Linked DNA regions of Pan troglodytes: regions 1 and 2 are each linked to region 3. Evidence: chromatin contacts called from public HiChIP or PLAC-seq data. All regions are on one chromosome and are shown on one strand. The core of a region is the stretch at or near the end of the contact, and the rest is flanking DNA. Distances in the headings are between cores, read along the strand shown. Region 1 holds the start of NQO2 (N-ribosyldihydronicotinamide:quinone dehydrogenase 2). Region 2 overlaps RIPK1 (receptor interacting serine/threonine kinase 1). Region 3 has its middle 14 kb from the start of SERPINB1.

Region 1 (3,600 bases), core at 108-2,607, 130 kb after region 3:
TAGGGCCTGGGGACATGAAGACAGGCGACACGGTCCCTGGGCTCAAGATGCCAGACAGATGTGCAAACAAGTGAAATCTGATGTGATATGTGCTTTAGTGGTGCTAAGGATAAAAGGATAAGTGTTCAGAAAAAGTAGCAACAATATGTCTGACTGGGAGAATCAAGAAAGGTGTCATAGAGTCCCTAACACTTGAGCTGAGAATGAGAAAGAGCGTGAGCTGGCCAGGTGACACACAGAGCATATTCCAACCTAGGAGACTGGGAAATGGGCCAAAATATATACGTTTGAGGAAACAAATAGCTTACTATATAATTAAATATGAGGCAGTTTAGACTGGGCCCTTATGGATAAGTCACACCCATAAGTTTTATTTCATCTTACAGGCAGTGGAGAGCCTCTGGAGGATTCTGAGCTTCGTGGTCTCATCATCAGAGTTATGTATGGCAACCATCCCAACCTTTTTGGCACCAGGGAGGGGTTTTGTGGAAAACTATTTTTCCTTGGACAGCAGAGGATGGTTTCGGGATGATTCAAGCATATGACACTTCTTGTGCACTTTATTTTCAGTGGGAGCCCTGAGCTGGTTTTCCTGCAACTATCTGGCCCCATCTGGGGGTGATGAAGACAACGGCAGATTATCAGGCATTAGATTCTCATAAGGAGCGCACATCCTAGATCCCTTATGTGTGCAGTTCACAGTAGGGTTTGTGCTCCTATAAGAATCTAATGCTGCCTGATCTGATAGGAGGCAGAGCTCTGGTGGTAATGCAAGCAATGGGGAGCAGCTGCACATACAGATAAAGCTTCACTAGCTCACTCACTGGTGGCTCACCTCTTGCTCTGTGTCCTGGTTCCTAACAGGCTACAGACCAGTCAGGTCTGTGGCCCGGGGGTTGGGAACTCCTGGTGTATGCAAAAGACTACTCTGCAGCAATGTGGACAAATAGCATGAGGGTGAGCTGTCAGGGGAGACAGGCACACATGGCAGAGCTGTTTAAAAAGGAGGATAGACGACCAGGCACAGTGGCTCATGCCAGTAATCCCAGCACTTTGGGAGGCAGAGGCAGGCGGATCACGAGGTCAGCAGTTCAAGACCAGCCTGGCCAACATGGCAAAACCTCATCTCTGCTAAAAATACAAAAATTAGCTGGGCGTGGTGACATGCGCCTGTAATCCCAGCTACTCAGGAGGCTGAGGCAGGAGAATCACTTGAACCCGGGAGGCAAAGATTGCAGTGAGCCGAGATCGTGCCATTGCACTCTAGCCTGGGCAACACAGCAAGACTCTGACTGGAAAAAAAAAAAAAGGAGGATAGACAGGGCTTGGGGATTGGTGGATGGGTAGATAAGGAAGGAGGAGTCTAGCATGACTCTCAGACTACTGACTTGGACCAGCAGGGGAATGGCTGTGACAATAAATAAGATTGGGAAAACAAAAAGGTGAGCAAATTTAGAGGAGAAAATGAATTTCATTTTTGGCATGGTGTGGAAGGCTCGGGAGAGAGGTCTAGGCACCAGATGTCAACGTGAGGTGAAATGGATATAGCTGAAGTCAAGGGTGTGGTGAGGTTTTGCAGGGAGAGCAGGGACCTCCAGCAAGGCCAGTGCATAAGGGAGAATAGAGAAAAAAAGAACTAGAAAAAGACAAGGAGAGGCCAGAGAGGTGTGGAAAGAACCAGGGAAGACAGTTATTCACAACAAACAAAAGAGGGGAGAGTTTTAGAGAAGGAACTGAGCAGTTTGGGGCTCCAGGTGGGGCAGGAGTGGGTGGCCACGGTTGAGCGGCAGTGGCCTTCAAATTGGTCTGGGTAGGTTCTAATGGGTCAGATTGGTCAGTCCTTTCCAGGACACTGAAGGCTGCAGAGGTGTGACTGGATGCTGGTGGAGGGATGCATGGCGGGGAAGCTGAGTCAGATGCTGAAATCCTCCAAGCATGCGCCTGAAATGACCAAGGAAATGAAGGCGGAGGCTGCTGTCGCCTGGTGGCCTGGGAAGGGCCAAGAGCCAGGGAGCTGGAGGGAGGAGAGAACGTGCGACCTCAGCACGGAGCACTGTAGGGGAGGCGGGGCTCGAGGGAGATGGCGCCGCGCTCCCCGATGAACAGAGAAAGCGACAGGGTGAGTCGCAGGGCACAGTGTGGGATGAGTCACCGACAGCAAGGCATGGACTCCGGGAAGAAGGGGGAGACGAGCCGGGAAAGACTTGCATCGGGGATGTGAGCTGAGCTGCACCCAGACAAAAGCGGCTCGGGGCTCCTGAAAGCAGCGGGCACCGCCGGTCCTGCCAAGGGGCTACTTCCTGCGCGGAGTAGGAGAGTAGGAGACCCCAGGCCAGTCCCAATCCCCGGCCCGTCCGGGATGAGGGGGGCTGCGGGAGCTGCGGGGGCCTCCGCCGGGGAGGACGGTTCCAGGGTCCCTCGGCCGCCGCCCACTCCCGGGGGCGTTCCTTCCTCCCAGCTGCGCCCGGAGCGCCTGCTGCCTGGCAAGAGCCCGCCCCTCTGCGCCCAGCCCGCTGCAGCGGAGGGCGCCTGGGTGCCCTCGCCCGAGCCAGCAGCCCACGGTCGGCGCCGCACTGCCCCCTGGTGGCGGAGCGCTCCCGCGACCCGGCTCGCCACGCCTGGGAGGGGTCCAGGAGGACGCGGCTGGGGCCTGGGGGCTCTCAGGGTGGGGCCTTAGGGGATGAGGCTGGGGCCCGCGGGAAACCGGGCTGGGGCGAGAAGGCTCGCAGGACTTCTTGCCACAGAATGTTTCGATGCTGTTTTTAATTCTGCAAATGTAAGCCTTTCCACTTTAAGTCCAAGCTCAGCGCAGAGGACTGTTCTATAATACATACAATTTAGTTTAAAAATGTTGCAAATGTTAACGGGTGTCCTTGTCACAAACTCAAGCAATCCAGTATTATAGAAAGCAAAGAATGAAATGTGCTTCTTCTTTCTCCCCCAGACGCCCTTGCATACATTAAGATATGTATATATGGAAATGTTACCGGGAGTCCCGGTTATCCCAAAAAGGATTGTTTCCTGTTGTGTGGTGAGGCCAATGCACGAAACCGAAAGGGAGTGTGTCAAGCAGTGCAGGCTTTATTCAATGGCTCTGGAATTGGAAGATCTGAAATCAACTTAGCTGGTGAGAGCTGGGAAGTTACAGAGGTAGGGTGTCTTTAATGAAGGGGCTGGGCATTAAGAGCACGGGGGGGAATATTCATGCTTTTCTTGGGAAAGAACGGAGATTTTTCCCGGAATCAAGGAACCCCTTTTTTTCTGTCCCTTCTTGGTCTCTTCCAGTCGTTGTCATGGCGACTGTCAATTGTCACGGCGCTGGTGGGAGTGTTGTTTAGCATGAGAACTGGATGATAATAAAGCCAGAGGCTCGTCAGAGGCGCCATCTTGGATTTCGCCAGCTTCAGCTGGTTTCGTCCCAAGAAGGAACTTCAAAACACAGGCATTGTTTTTCCTGAAAATAAGCAGAGTTAAAGCTGAGTAGGAATTTAGCTCTGTCCCATATGCTATCGCGTTGGGCAGCAAAAGCAGGGTGGGGTCCAGCGAAATCAGCAGGCACTGCAATGAGTAACATACCCAGCTACGTTTATGCAGCATTTT
Region 2 (3,410 bases), core at 33-2,532, 220 kb after region 3:
GTATGGGCACAAGCTTTCAACTCGTTTGGGTAAATACCAAGCTGTGGAGTTGCTTCATCTTATGGTAAGAAGAGCTTGGTTAAGAAATTGCCAAAATGTCTTCCAGACTCTAACATTAGGCATTCCCACTAGGAATGTATGGGAGTTCCTTGTGCTCCAGATCTTCATCAACATTTGTTGTTGTCAGTGTTCTGAATTTTAGCCATTCTAATAAATGTGTAATAGTATTTCAGTTTTTTTAAATTGCAATTCTTTAATGACATGATATTGAGCATCTTTTCATATGCATATACATCCATGGTGAGGTGACTGTTCAGAGCTTTTGCCCACTTTTAATCAAGTTGCACATTTTCATATTGTTGCATTTTAAGAGGGTTTTTTTTGGTATATTTTGGGTCACAGTGCTTTATCAGATATGTCTTTTGCAAATATTTTCTCCCAGTCTGTGGCTCGTGTTGTGAACGTGGCTCGTTCTCTTGACATACATATCTTTTCACAGTATGTAATCCTGTTGTGCTTTTTTTTTTTCCTTTTGAGACGGAATCTTGCTCTTGTCACCCAGGCTGAAGTGCAGTGGTGCAATCTCGGATCACTACAATCTCCACCTCCCAGGTTCAAGGGATTCTCCTGCCTCAGCCTCCCGAGTAGCTGGGATTGCTGGTGCCCGCCACCACGCCCAATTGATTTTTGTATTTTTTAGTAGAGATGGGGTTTCACCATGTTGGCCAGGTTGGTCTCGAACTGCTGACCTCAAGTGATCCGCCCGCCTTGGCTTCCCAAAGTGCTGGGATTACAGGCGTGAACAACCGCGCCCGGCCTGATGTGCATATAATTTTATTATTTGATTTTTAATATAACATGAATAGCATGCAGTTCCAACTTTGCTCGAGACTTCACAATTACCATTTTAAAGGGCTGCAAAATAATCACATTTCCTCCTCGACAGCCCCACTTTACAGATGAAGGTAGAGGAATGCTAACTTGCCTATGCTAACCCGCAGAGCTCTGAATCCTCCGGATAGCGCCCCCGCTGTAATCCACCCAGTGCTTCCCTCCAGACCCTTCTCCCTCTCGTGCGCGCGGAGGTTTCGGTTTCCTCTTTTACGTAGGCCGCCCCACTCGCTTGAAAACAAAGTCCGCGATCCTCTAGCCCGCAAGAGAGCTCCGGGACTCAGACCCTGGGCGCGAGGTCCCACGAGCGGCGGGGCGGCGCTCTCGCGGTCCTCCTCCCCGGCAAGGGCCGGGGCAGGGGGAGGAGGCAGCGCGAACAGTCCACGCCCTCCAGCCGGGCGCGCTCGACGCGGACGGCGGGCCAGCTGCCGGAGCGCGGCGACTCCAGAGGACCCACAGCTGGGGCGCCAGAGCGCGGCCATCCGGGCGGGGACGACGGAGCGCGGCAGGACTTGGCTGGACGGCGCGGCCACGGAGAAGGGCGCGGTGAGTGGACTGGCACCGCGCGGGGAACATTCCGGAGGCCGCCGGGCTCAGTCCCGGTGACCCCCGGTCGGGGTTCGCGCGCCCTCCCCCAGCACGCCCGGGCAAGGCTGCCGCGGCGTCGGAGTAATCCCCAACCCTCCGCCGCCGCTTCTTCCCTCACCCGGGCCTCCAGACGTTTGCCGCGGAAACGAAAGTAACGCTCGGGTGCTTGCGTGGAGGCCGGGGCGGCCGCGGGCTTCCCGGAAGGAGAGGGACTCTGCCCGGGGTGCGCGCGGCGGGCGGGCGGGCGGGCCCCGCCGGTACCGGAAGTCGGGCGGTGGGCGGGGCCGCGGGCGCTCCCGGAAGTCAGGGGTGCTCCGCTAGGTGTCTCTGCTTATCCGGAGTCCGCTGGCCGCCTCTGTGCCAGAGGTCGGGGCGCTGGACTGGTAGCGGGCGGAGACCTGCCTTTGGGCCGCGGTTACCGCGTGAGGGTGGAATAGGCAGTCCCACACGCCATTAATGTTGTTGTTTTGGTGGAGAACGTGGGTTCCTACTGCCCTATCATTAAGAAAAAACAGTTTGGGCTCTTCCCTTACCAGCCCTTTGAAAGGGCCTTTTACTGTTGCGCTTGAGGCCGCAGCAGGTTCCAAAAACAAAAGCATTTCTGCGTGATCTTAGACGACTGAGGGGACGAATGTGGTAACCCTAGCAGGCTTCTGTCACTGGCAGGTGCTTTTGTGAAGTGCTGCGGACCCTCTTGAGGGTTGGGAAGAGGATAGGCTGCATCCTCCTTCCCTAAGCATTTGACAAAGCCTCACAGGGATGCGGGGGTTGAGGGGGCAGGGGGAGGTCTGGGGTTAGTTCTTTCTCTCTTGCTGACCATTTGGCTCTCCCTTAATCAGAGCTCTTTTTTATTTTGGGCAAAGCAGGAGGCTGTTCCAATGATTAATTCTTCCCTGACTTACACTTGAAGAATCCAAGGCAGGAAGTGAACTTTGAAATGTGCAGTGTCTTAGTACTCATCTGCATTCTGTGACTGCTAGGAAGATGGACTGAGTCAAGAGGAAATTGTCTTGTTAGAAATGTGGAATACTGGGTCGGGCACGGTGGCTCACTCCTGTAATCCGAGCACTTCGGAGGCCGAGGTGGGAGGATCACCTGAGGTCAGGAGTTCGAGACCAGCCTGGCCAACATGGCAAAACCCCGTCTCTACTAAAAATACAAAAATTAGCCAGGTGTGATGGCGGGTCCCTGTAATCCCAGCTACGCGGGAGGCTGAGGCAGGAGAATGGCTTGAACCCAGGAGGCGGTAGTTGCAGTGAGCCGAGATTGCCACTTACACTCTATCCTGGGCGACAGAGGGAGACTCTGTATCAAAAAAATAAAGAAAGAAAGAAATGGGGAATACTGCAGCTCTTCTATTCACAAAAAGTGAAGACTAGGCTTGTTTAAAATGAAATTTGGAGTGTATCATTATTACTGATAAAATAGCAAAAATGATAACTTTTAATACTCATTTTCCTCTGTCTGAACTATACCGAGCCCCAGAGATATGTTGTACTTTCTGGATTGTGAATATTAATGAGTATTAAGAAAAGTTCTTAAACAGCCTCTTTCAAACTGGGCAGCTTACTTTTTGGTGCTTATTAATCTATAACGTGTTAACACCCATATGATCTGGGAATTTGAAGAAAATATTTAATTTCCCATGCTTTAGTTGGATATTACATTCTGGCAAAAAAAAGGTTGACTGTATTAATCTGTAGAACATTGATTTTGAACCATATATTTCAAAAATACATGAGCCGTGTATTTTTATTTTTGAGACAGAGTCTTGCTCTGTCGCCCAGGCTGGAGTGCAGTGGCGCGATCGCGGCTTAATGTAACCTTCGCCTCCCGGGTTCAAGCAGTTCTCCTGCCTCAGCCTCCCAAGAAGCTGGGATTGCAGGCATGCACTACCACGCCTGGCTAATTTTTGTATTTTTAGTAGAGAC
Region 3 (3,610 bases), core at 398-2,897:
TCTCCTGGAGCCCCCTCCCCTCTCCCTGTCCCTCTCCTGAAGTCCCCTCCCCTGACCCTCACCTGGGACCCCCTCCCCTTTCCCTGACCCTCTCCTGAAATGCCCTGCCTGCACCATTGTCTTATATTTTTCTCATGGTTAGACTGGGGTTATGGTTTTTTCTGGGAAAGGCCACAGAGGTAAAGTGCCATCTCACTGTGTCATATTCAGGGTCCATGCCATCAACATGACTCATCAGTGCTGACGCGGTGATGACCTGGGGGACGCAGTGTTTCTCAGGTTCCCCCACTGAGCCTCCGCAACTCCAGTAGTGACAAACCGCTCCACCCACCGCCATCCATTTTCGTAATTGTTCAATTGCTAGTATCACATTTCATCAAGAGACGCATAGCAGAGTCCAACCAAGACTCCATGATAGAGAAACCAGGTAAGAACTACTGTCTCGGCGCAACTGGAGGAGACGATATTTCTTGCCTGGTTTCCCTATCGTGGGAACTGAGTCCCCCCCCAGTTTCGTTTCCTCCATCGAGCTAATTACTGAGGCTGCTTAGCAGCCTCCGGAGTGAGCACAGCGGAAACTATCATTAGGGAACTTTGAACGTTTCTGTGAAATGCCAACAGGAAATGTTTCGGCATTTTCAAAATATTTAGAAAATTCCCTGTTCAGTTACAAAAGTGAATCTGAATCTTACCCTGCAGAAGTTAAACTGCTCCCTCTTCCGGATGAAATTACCTTTGTAATTTCTTTTTACAACCTACAGCCTATTGTGCTTGGGTTTCCAAATAGTTTAAAGTTCCCTTGTCCCTTACTTTGTGTCAAGGGGGTGTTTGTGCCTTAAAGGGAAGATCCTGTGCCTTAAAGGAAACCAGAACTGATAGTCGAACCCAAGCAGAAGTCTTGACCAAGCACTTCCCTCCTGGGAATGCACCATGATATCACCACACCGAAGGCCAGGCTGGCAAACAGGGATGTACATGCAGGGGAGACGAGAACTTCTCCCGTGAGAAACAGCACAGTCCAGCCATATGAACCCGCAGCTCAGGAAGTATTGTTCACTTTTACTGTTCTCTCTTAGGGAAGGGCATTCTCAAAACGTTTCCGCACAAGCAGACCATCCCTTTTATTTTCCCACATCGTCTGTCTCCTTTTCTTCTGCTTTCAGAATGTCTCAAGAGTATTTACAAGAGTTGAGCAACACAGGCATCTTTATCTGGGGTCTTTATCCACAGAGCAGAGGACAGGAAGTCGTCACTACAGAGACGAAGCGATGTATGGTTTGACCCAGTGGAGGACTTTGTTAGGGTGGAGGTGTGAGTGTGAATGTGGGACATCCAGGACAGTGGAGGGTAACCACTGGAGAGGAGGTCTGGGGACAGTTTGGGAGCAGCCAAATATAAAATAAGCATTTCTGTTCTAAATCCAAAAGAACATTCTACGCTGCTGTAATCTCCAGTGTACCTCAGAGATCCTAAAGTTTCCTGAAGTTGTTTGAAAGTCACGGCCGATGTAAAGTGAAAGCACACACATATCTGTAAGCTCTGAGCTCAGGATTTCACGTGAGGTCCTTTGTTCGGGAGGCAGGGGGGTTCTCCCTGCTGCTGGCTGAGGTCACTGCATTCAGTGTGACAGGAGACAGCACAATACAGCAAAGCAGCTGGAGGGATTGCCTTGTAGAGTGGAAGACCTTCCGCAGAACAGAACGCTCTCTGTCCTGTTCTGCTGGAGAATGAAAAGGGATGGGTGGCCTGCGTGAAACCTCTTTATGGGGCTTGTGCGTTCTGACACTGTGACCGCCGAGGCCACAGCTGCCTTTGTTTCTTCCTCTCTGACCTCCATGAAGGGCTAGCGCACAAACTTGGACAGGGACGGCTTTATCTCTTGGGTGATATTCTGGAAAAGTCAGTCTTGACTTAGTCAAAGGCATCAGTAATTCCCCAACAGCTGAGAGCAGACTCCATGCTGTGGTTTTCTTCTAACTTGAATCGAGGAGACTTCCACATCTTTGCTATCCATTGCGCCTGGCTTTGTCCACTCGCTGACTTCTTCATATATAAGCTCGTTTTCCACCTGGAAGAAAAGAGGAGAGAGCCTTAGGGCCCCAGCATTGGGTCCGCACCGAGGCCTACACTGCTCCCCCCATTCCCACCTAGGACCATGGCATCCGAGTCCTCTCTCCCTGTGGGAGGCTTTCACAGAGGTTCACATGGGCCCAGGCCACTATGATTTTCTGAGTCTCCTTGTTTAATAAAGAAAATGAAGTGCCAAATATTGTGGTATGTTTTAAAATTTTGTATTTAACAAGTGATCTTTCAAAAATGCAATGCAATCTAATTGTGCTATTCCGAAGTTAAGCATAGGATTTAGAAAACATTCTTATGGCATTTCTTTCATGGAACATGAGCTTAACTTTTATCATTAAAGTAATTTCTGTCCATCTTTTCAGTGTATCTGTCTCTGTGACTCTAAGTATAGTAAGATTACTAGGAAAGAATTTCAACATTTTAACTTTGAGGCCCTATGTGAGGCCCAAGATAAGCCCCACGCACCCCCATTCCCAGCCACAGGCTCTGCTGCCTGGCACCTCAAGGTCTGGACCCTGTACAGGGCTCCCACATGTCGACACAAGCTCCCATGTGTCACCTGTGCCTAGTAGAGAGGTGTATATTGCAACAAAAACTACAAATCAAAACAGGGCTGCAGCTCAAGAATCTTCAAGTTTCCTGTACCCCACCACTGGTTTAAGACAAGGATCAAGTTCATTTCAAGTAACTTATTAGTTACTAGTTAGTAATTGGTGGTAATTTCTTTTTTTTCTTTTTCTTTTTTTTTTTTTTTGAGATGGAGTCTCACCCTGTTGCCCAGGCTGGAGTGCAGTGGCATGATCTTGGCTCACTGCAAGCTCCACCTCCCGAGTTCAAGCCATTCTCCTGCCTCAGCCTCCCCAAGTATCTGGGACTACAGGTGCCTGCCACCATGCCTGGCTAATTTTTGTATTTCTAGTAGAGACAGGGTTTCAGCATGTTGGCCAGGCTGGTCTCGAACTCCTGACCTAAGGTGATCCACCCACCTTGGCCTCCCAAAGTGCTGAGATTACAGGCGTGAGCCACTGTGCCTAGCCGATAATTTCATAGATTATCAGCTACCCTGCACATATTCATGTATTGCTTGTCAGTTGACAGGAAAGAGTCTTATCTTATTGGCCAGGAATTTAGCCGGCATCTTTGATCCCATCAGCAGTTTTGCACTTGATATTTGAGGAGTTTCAAAATGCTAGGAGGCTTTGATATTTTCTTTCACCTCAAAACGAAAATGAAACATGGTCCAAAAAGTTTGTGCTAAGACCAAATGGCCAGTGCAATTTGTACAAAGAGTTAACACTGTCCTTTTGGATTTTCAGAAAAAGAGCAAGTAACCTTTATGGAGACTGAAACCATAGCCATTTCCATGGAAGGTTGGGGCAAGAAGCCCTATTTTCAATTTGCTCACACGGAGGCTCTTCATGGGAAGGCCAGACTGCCATGGATGAAACATACAGCGGGGATGTATCCGAACACCGTCTCCTGGCCTGTGAAACAGACCAAGAAGTCCCCTTGGAGCTAGAGGGGCCTC

What was found. HiChIP or PLAC-seq counts read pairs in DNA pulled down with a chosen protein or histone mark.
Region 1: an H3K4me3 HiChIP or PLAC-seq map of stem cell-derived excitatory neurons shows a contact between it and region 3, with 7 times the contacts expected there. The contact joins the promoter of NQO2 here to the enhancer-like site in region 3. A contact is called at or near these places in 5 of 7 Hi-C or Micro-C datasets (blood, induced pluripotent stem cells, a lymphoblastoid cell line and 1 more), 1 of 1 datasets of contacts at active chromatin or transcription factors (stem cell-derived excitatory neurons) and 1 of 1 other capture datasets (stem cell-derived neural stem cells).
Region 2: a contact with region 3 is called in an H3K4me3 HiChIP or PLAC-seq map of stem cell-derived excitatory neurons, with 5 times the contacts expected there. The contact joins two enhancer-like sites. A contact is called at or near these places in 1 of 7 Hi-C or Micro-C datasets (induced pluripotent stem cells) and 1 of 1 datasets of contacts at active chromatin or transcription factors (stem cell-derived excitatory neurons).

Annotation. Positions count from the first base shown.
Region 1 is chr5:8,933,149-8,936,748 of NHGRI_mPanTro3-v2.0_pri, forward strand. It overlaps NQO2 (N-ribosyldihydronicotinamide:quinone dehydrogenase 2), which reads left to right and starts at 1,358. Exons shown (of 9, transcript XM_024357009.3): 1 at 1,358-1,442; 2 at 2,945-3,127. It also overlaps the pseudogene LOC107975031.
Region 2 is chr5:9,018,784-9,022,193 of NHGRI_mPanTro3-v2.0_pri, forward strand. All of the region lies in intron 1 of RIPK1 (receptor interacting serine/threonine kinase 1), which reads left to right. Among named protein-coding and RNA genes, the nearest start is that of RIPK1, 5.1 kb to the left of the region's middle. Within about 2 kb of position 1,283, at least 23 of the 24 cell types and tissues checked have an H3K27ac peak or open chromatin away from gene starts, as enhancers often do. A contact at or near this core is called in induced pluripotent stem cells and stem cell-derived excitatory neurons, where this site is marked.
Region 3 is chr5:8,799,909-8,803,518 of NHGRI_mPanTro3-v2.0_pri, forward strand. No RefSeq gene overlaps it. Among named protein-coding and RNA genes, the nearest start is that of SERPINB1, 14 kb to the left of the region's middle. Within about 2 kb of position 1,648, at least 15 of the 24 cell types and tissues checked have an H3K27ac peak or open chromatin away from gene starts, as enhancers often do. A contact at or near this core is called in induced pluripotent stem cells, stem cell-derived excitatory neurons, stem cell-derived neural progenitor cells and 1 more, where this site is marked.